Linked DNA regions of Sus scrofa: region 1 is linked to region 2. Evidence: chromatin contacts called from public promoter capture Hi-C data. All regions are on one chromosome and are shown on one strand. The core of a region is the stretch at or near the end of the contact, and the rest is flanking DNA. Distances in the headings are between cores, read along the strand shown.

Region 1 (2,700 bases), core at 125-2,624, 140 kb before region 2:
AACATTATTGACATTTGGGGCTGGATAATTCTTTGTTGTGGACTCTGTCCTTGCATTGCAGGATGTTTACCAGTGTCCCTGGCCTCCATCTGATAGGTTGATGCCAGTAGACTATCCCTCACTGAAGATGTGATGGCCAAAAATCTACAGATATTGCCTAATGTCCAGGGTCGGGGGCAGGCCAAAATCACCCCTGTTTGAGAACCACTGACAGAAGGTCATGAAATCCCTGCTTTGGAAGCAGATATTCCACACAACCACTCTAAGTGGGTCATTCAATGTTTTTTTTTTTTTTTTTTCTTTTCTCAAAAGAACAAAAGAAACAGGTCTTCATCTTCCCCTCCTCTGGTCTGTAGTTGCTTTTCTAGTTCTGGGCTCTTTTTATTGCCTGAAAATAACATTCCCTTATAATGCTTTGTCTTCATTTGATTTTCTCAGTCCTTACAGTCAGACTGTGGCTGCCAAACAAAATCCAGAACCCTGTGGCTTGGGAACCTTGGGCAAGCTAATAATTAAACATTTTCAGACACGTAAAGGGGAAAAAAGAATTTTCAGGAGTTCCCGTCGTGGCTCAGTGGTTAACGAATCCGACTAGGAACCATGAGGTTGTGGGTTTGATCCCTGGCCTCGCTCAGTGGGTTAAGGATCCAGTGTTGCCGTGAGCTGTGGTGTAGGTTGCAGACACGGCTCGGATCTGGCATTGCTGTGGCTCTGGCGTAGGCCGGTGGCTACAGCTCTGATTAGACCCCTAGCTTGGGAACCTTCATATGCCATGGGAACGGCCCTAGAAATGGCAAAAAAGACAAAATAAAAAAAATAAAATAAATTTTTAAATGTTTTTTCTATTAAAAATGTGTTGTAAGTAATGTTATTTCTAACTTCCAGAAAAATTTATCAAAGTTTTCATCTCTGTGAAGATGGGAGCCTCTGAGTACAATTGTGCAATTGTTCAGAATGCTCGGCACATAGCAGATGCTCGATAAATATATAATAATTAATTATTTGACTAAGATTGATCTACTAGTAGGAGTTCCCGTCATGGCTCAGTGGTTAACGAACCCAACTAGTATCCATGAGGACACAGGTTCAATCCTTGGCCTCACTCAGTGGGTTAAGAATCTGGTGTTGCTGTGAGCTGTGGTATAGTTTGCAGATGCAGCTCGGATTTGGCATTGCTGTGGCTATGGCGTAGGCTGGCGGCCACAGCTCCCAGGTGGCTAGCCTGGGAACCTCCATGTGCTTTGGGTGCAGCCCTAAAAAAACAAACAAAAAAAGGATTGATCTACTGGTAGTTTTACTTTTACTAGCCCCAGTCATAGGGAACTCAGACACAGGCAAACAGATCACTTGTGAAGAAATAAGTATCCCCCAAATCCACATCCCCTTCTCAGTCTGAATCTGTTCAGTAAATATTTATTGAGGGCTTGGTGTAGTGGGGCTGGGACACAGAGGTGAAAAAGCTACAGTCCCAATTTTAAGGACTGTAAAGTCATTTAGAGCCATGTCAGCTGACAATTTCAATGCAATGTTGCACATACTAAGATACTAGCTAGTACTGCAGGTGCCCACTAGAGGGGTACCAATCCAGCCTTTGCTAGGAGATAGAAGCAGAGTCAGGAGATATGATATCTGAGCTGAGTGTCAAAGGATAACCAGAGTTGGTCGCCTGAAGAGGGGTGGGCAGGGAAGGGGTTGGGGGAGAAAAGGGCGTCCAGGTAGAGGAGTAGCATGAACAGATGCATGGAAACCAGTGGTCTGTTATTACCGAAACTGGGGATGATGGGAGATGAGTTTGGAGAGATGGAGAGGCAGGTTAAGTAGTGGAAGCCTTCTGCATGGGAAGGAGTGAAGGTTTTAAGCCGTTTTTTGGGGGGTGTATGGTAGCCTTTGCTTAATACCTGATTTGACTTTTGCTTCAGTATGAAGCCTGGATTTAAAGAAGAGAAGCCATGTGAGGCAATAACATGACACTTGAGGGAAGAGGTGGTTGGGGCCTTCCCTAGGTAATAGAAGGAGGAAAGCCAGAGAGTCAAGGACTGGAGCAGAATGTCCCAGAATAGGCTGAAACCCACATGGCAACCTTCTGAGAGAAGGAGAGTCCAAGGGTAGTTGGATGGCCTTTGAGAGATATGTCTGATTGTTGAGATATGAAAAGTATTTCTTCCTCACCTGTGTGACCCCTGCTCAGTTTTTTTGTGTCTTTTTCGGTAGAAAGGATCAACTGTCTTACTGATATTCCTAATAGAGGCCTTCATGTTTTTAAAGTTCTCTAAGCTTGGAATTCTGTTGTGGCTCAGTGGTTAACGAACCTGACTGGTATGCATGAGGACGCAGGTTCAATCCCTGGCCTCGCTCAGTGGGTTAAGGATCTGGTGGTGATGTGAGCTGTGGTGTACATTGCAGACATGGCTTGGATCCCGAGTTGCTGTACCTATGGCATATGCCAGCAGCTACAGCTCTGATTTGACCCCTAGCCTGGGAATCTCCATATGCCATGGGTGAGGCCCTAAAAATACAAAAGACAAAAAAAAGTAAAAAATTAAAAGTAAAGTTGTATGTTAAAGAGGGAGCAGCTGGTTTCCCCAAAGGGTGATGTCACAGCAATGAGAAGGAAAAAAGGATTCAGATTTTGAAAGAAATGGAGGCTCAGGTTTCCTAGGCTCAGCGCCTCTATATGGCAGAAGGCAGAAGAACGGCCTT
Region 2 (2,700 bases), core at 47-2,546:
GTATATTGTGCCACTCCCTACTGGCCTGCAGAGTTTCTGCTCAAAAAGCAGTTGTTATCCTTATGGGGATTCCCTTGTATGCTATTTGTTGCTTTTCCTTTGTGACTTTTAATGCTCTTTTTCTTGTATTTAATTTTGTCAGTTTGATTAGTATTGGCTCTGTGTGTTTCTGCTTGGATTTATCCTGAATGGGATTCTCTGTGCTTCCTCAACTTGAGTGTTTCCTTTTCCTTATTAGGGACGTTTTCAGCTATAATCTCTTCAAAGATTTTCTCTGGCCTCTTCTTCTCATGGTTACCTGTATGATACGAATTTTGGTACATTTAATGTTGTCCCAGAGGCCTCTTAGACTCTCCTCAATTCTTTTCACTCTCCTTTTCTTTATTCTTTTCTGTGGCACAGATTTCCACCACCCTGTCTTCCACCTCACTTATTCACTCTTTGCCTCCATTATCTGCCATTGATTCTTTCTAGTGTATTTTTCATTTCAGATATTGTGATACTCATCCTAGTTTTGTTCTTTAAATCTTCTAGCTCTGTTAAACATTTCTTTTTTTTTTTTTTTTTTGGTCTTTTTTTTTTTGTTGTTGTTGTTGTTGCTATTTCTTGGGCCGCTCCTGCGGCATATGGAGGTTCCCAGGCTTGGGGTTGAATTGGAGCTGTAGCCACCGGCCTACGCCAGAGCCACAGCAACGTGGGATCTGAGCCGCGTCTGCAACCTACACCACAGCTCATGGCAACGCCGGATCGTTAACCCACTGAGCAAGGGCAGCGACCGAACCCACCACCTCATGGTTCCTAGTCGGATTCGTTAACCACTGCGCCACGACGGGAACTCCTGTTAAACATTTCTTATCACCTCTCCATCTGTGCCTCCATTCTTTTTCTGATATTTTGGATCATCTTTACTTTGATCACTCTGAATTCTTTTTTCCAGTAGATTGCCCATCTCCTTTTCATTTAATTGTTTTTGTGCACTTTTATCTTGTTCCTTTTTCTGAAGCTATTTCTTTGTCATCTCCTATTGTCTAACTTTCTATGTTTGTGGTCCCCTGTATAGATGTAGCAGCTGGTCCCCTGTTCTGGAGTTCTTGGCAGTGGTGGTGGCTCACATGTACCCAGAGGATGTGATATGAGCAGTGATAATACAGTGTTTCTCCTGGATTCAGTTGGCTACTAGGGTTCATGGTTCACTGGACTGCTTTTGTAGCAGGTGCCAGCATTCCATTACCAGGCAGCTGTCAGGATAGTTTCCTGTAGCTGGCAATATCAGCAGCTGCTCCTGTAGTCCCTCCCTTTGCCAGTAAGGTTCTCTGGACTTCTCTCTTTAGTCGTGGCAACAGACACTGTTCCCTTGGTACCTCCCCTGGCTGGGCCACTTGCAGGAGAGCTCTCTGAAGCTGTGAGTTTGGGCACCATTCCTGCAGTCAATCCCTTTGCTGGGCTGCTTGTAGGAGCACTCCGTGTAGCCCCAAGGGCAGGAGCTGCTCTTTAGCTATTACTAGGCAGTGCTCTGTTGACACACAGGGTATGTGCGCTGTTCCAGCGGTCAGTCCTTTTGCTGGGCTGCTCTTGGGAGTGCTCTCTAAAGCCCCAAGGTGAGAGGCTTCTCTCCAGCTGTTGCTAGGCAGCACCTGCTCAAAGTGCTCAAAGTGGGAGCTGGAGCACGTGGTGTGCATAGGGAACAAGGCTGTGGTGGTGGATCCCACCCTTTCCTTCCTGCACCCCTAAACAATGTTGCCTGGCATTCAAGCCCATCTGGGTTTCCTCAGTTTACACCCTACAAAATGATCACCCTAGACTCTAGTTCCTCCAGGCTGTTACCATGCAGCCAATTCCAGTTTTCTTTTACCTGCATAGCCAGCCCCTGTTCTCTCTCCCCGTCCCTGAGTCTGATCTCTAAAGTCCAAAGTTTGATTTCCCAAGCCCTGCCCATACCAGCAAGTGGTTGGGAAGTGCAGGGCACTAGCACTGACCATTCGTGGAGGTCTGTTTCCATTTTAATTGCTTCAAACTGATTGTTCTGTTCTCCTTCAAGACTCTAAAATTTCTCCGTTGTTCCAGCTGATCTTCCCACTGGTGGAGGCACTTCGCAGGGTGCAGGAGCTTTTCTTATTCCCAGCTCCCTCCTAGGGGTCCCATTCCACTTTCTTGCTCATGTTTTTTCTTTTGTCCTGCTCAGCTGAGTGAAGATTTTTCTTGCTCTGTCAGGATCCTGAGATTTTTTTGCCAGTGTTCATCAAAATTTCCATGCAAATCGTTCCACAGGTAGATGTATTTTTGATGTATTTGTGAGAGCAGGTGAGTTTCACATTGTACTACTATGTCATCTTTTCTCCATCCCGTCCTCATTTCTTTTCATTCTTGTTTCTTTATTCTGTTCTGCATCAGTGATTTCCATCAGTTTGTCATCTACCTTGCTTATTCTGCCTCCTGTATTCTGCTGTTGGTCCCTTCTAGTGAATTATTTCAGTTATTGTGTTTTCATCTCTGCTTGTTTAAACTTAAAACTTACATTTCTTTGTTAAATGTTTCTTATAATTTATTGATACTTGCTTCCAAGTTTTTTTCTGAGGTTTTTGATCATCTTTACTGTCATTACTCTGAAGTCTTTTTCATGGAGGTTGCTTATCTCCAGTTCACTTAGCTGTTTTTCTGGGGTTGTCTTGTTCCTTCATCTGGCTCATATTTTTCTGCCTT

The links. Promoter capture Hi-C pulls out the DNA fragments that hold promoters and counts their contacts.
Region 1: a contact with region 2 is called in a promoter capture Hi-C map of liver, with 6 times the contacts expected there. The contact joins two enhancer-like sites. A contact is called at or near these places in 1 of 5 promoter capture datasets (liver) and 6 of 47 Hi-C or Micro-C datasets (embryonic fibroblasts, liver and omental adipose tissue).

Annotation. Positions count from the first base shown.
Region 1 is chr4:38,448,120-38,450,819 of Sscrofa11.1, reverse strand. All of the region lies in intron 1 of LOC102163076 (a long non-coding RNA gene), which reads left to right. Among named protein-coding and RNA genes, the nearest start is that of NIPAL2, 42 kb to the left of the region's middle. Within about 2 kb of position 1,374, at least 1 of the 83 cell types and tissues checked has an H3K27ac peak or open chromatin away from gene starts, as enhancers often do. A contact at or near this core is called in liver, where this site is marked.
Region 2 is chr4:38,312,942-38,315,641 of Sscrofa11.1, reverse strand. All of the region lies in intron 2 of LOC110260251 (a long non-coding RNA gene), which reads left to right. Among named protein-coding and RNA genes, the nearest start is that of KCNS2, 60 kb to the left of the region's middle. Within about 2 kb of position 1,296, at least 4 of the 83 cell types and tissues checked have an H3K27ac peak or open chromatin away from gene starts, as enhancers often do. A contact at or near this core is called in liver, where this site is marked.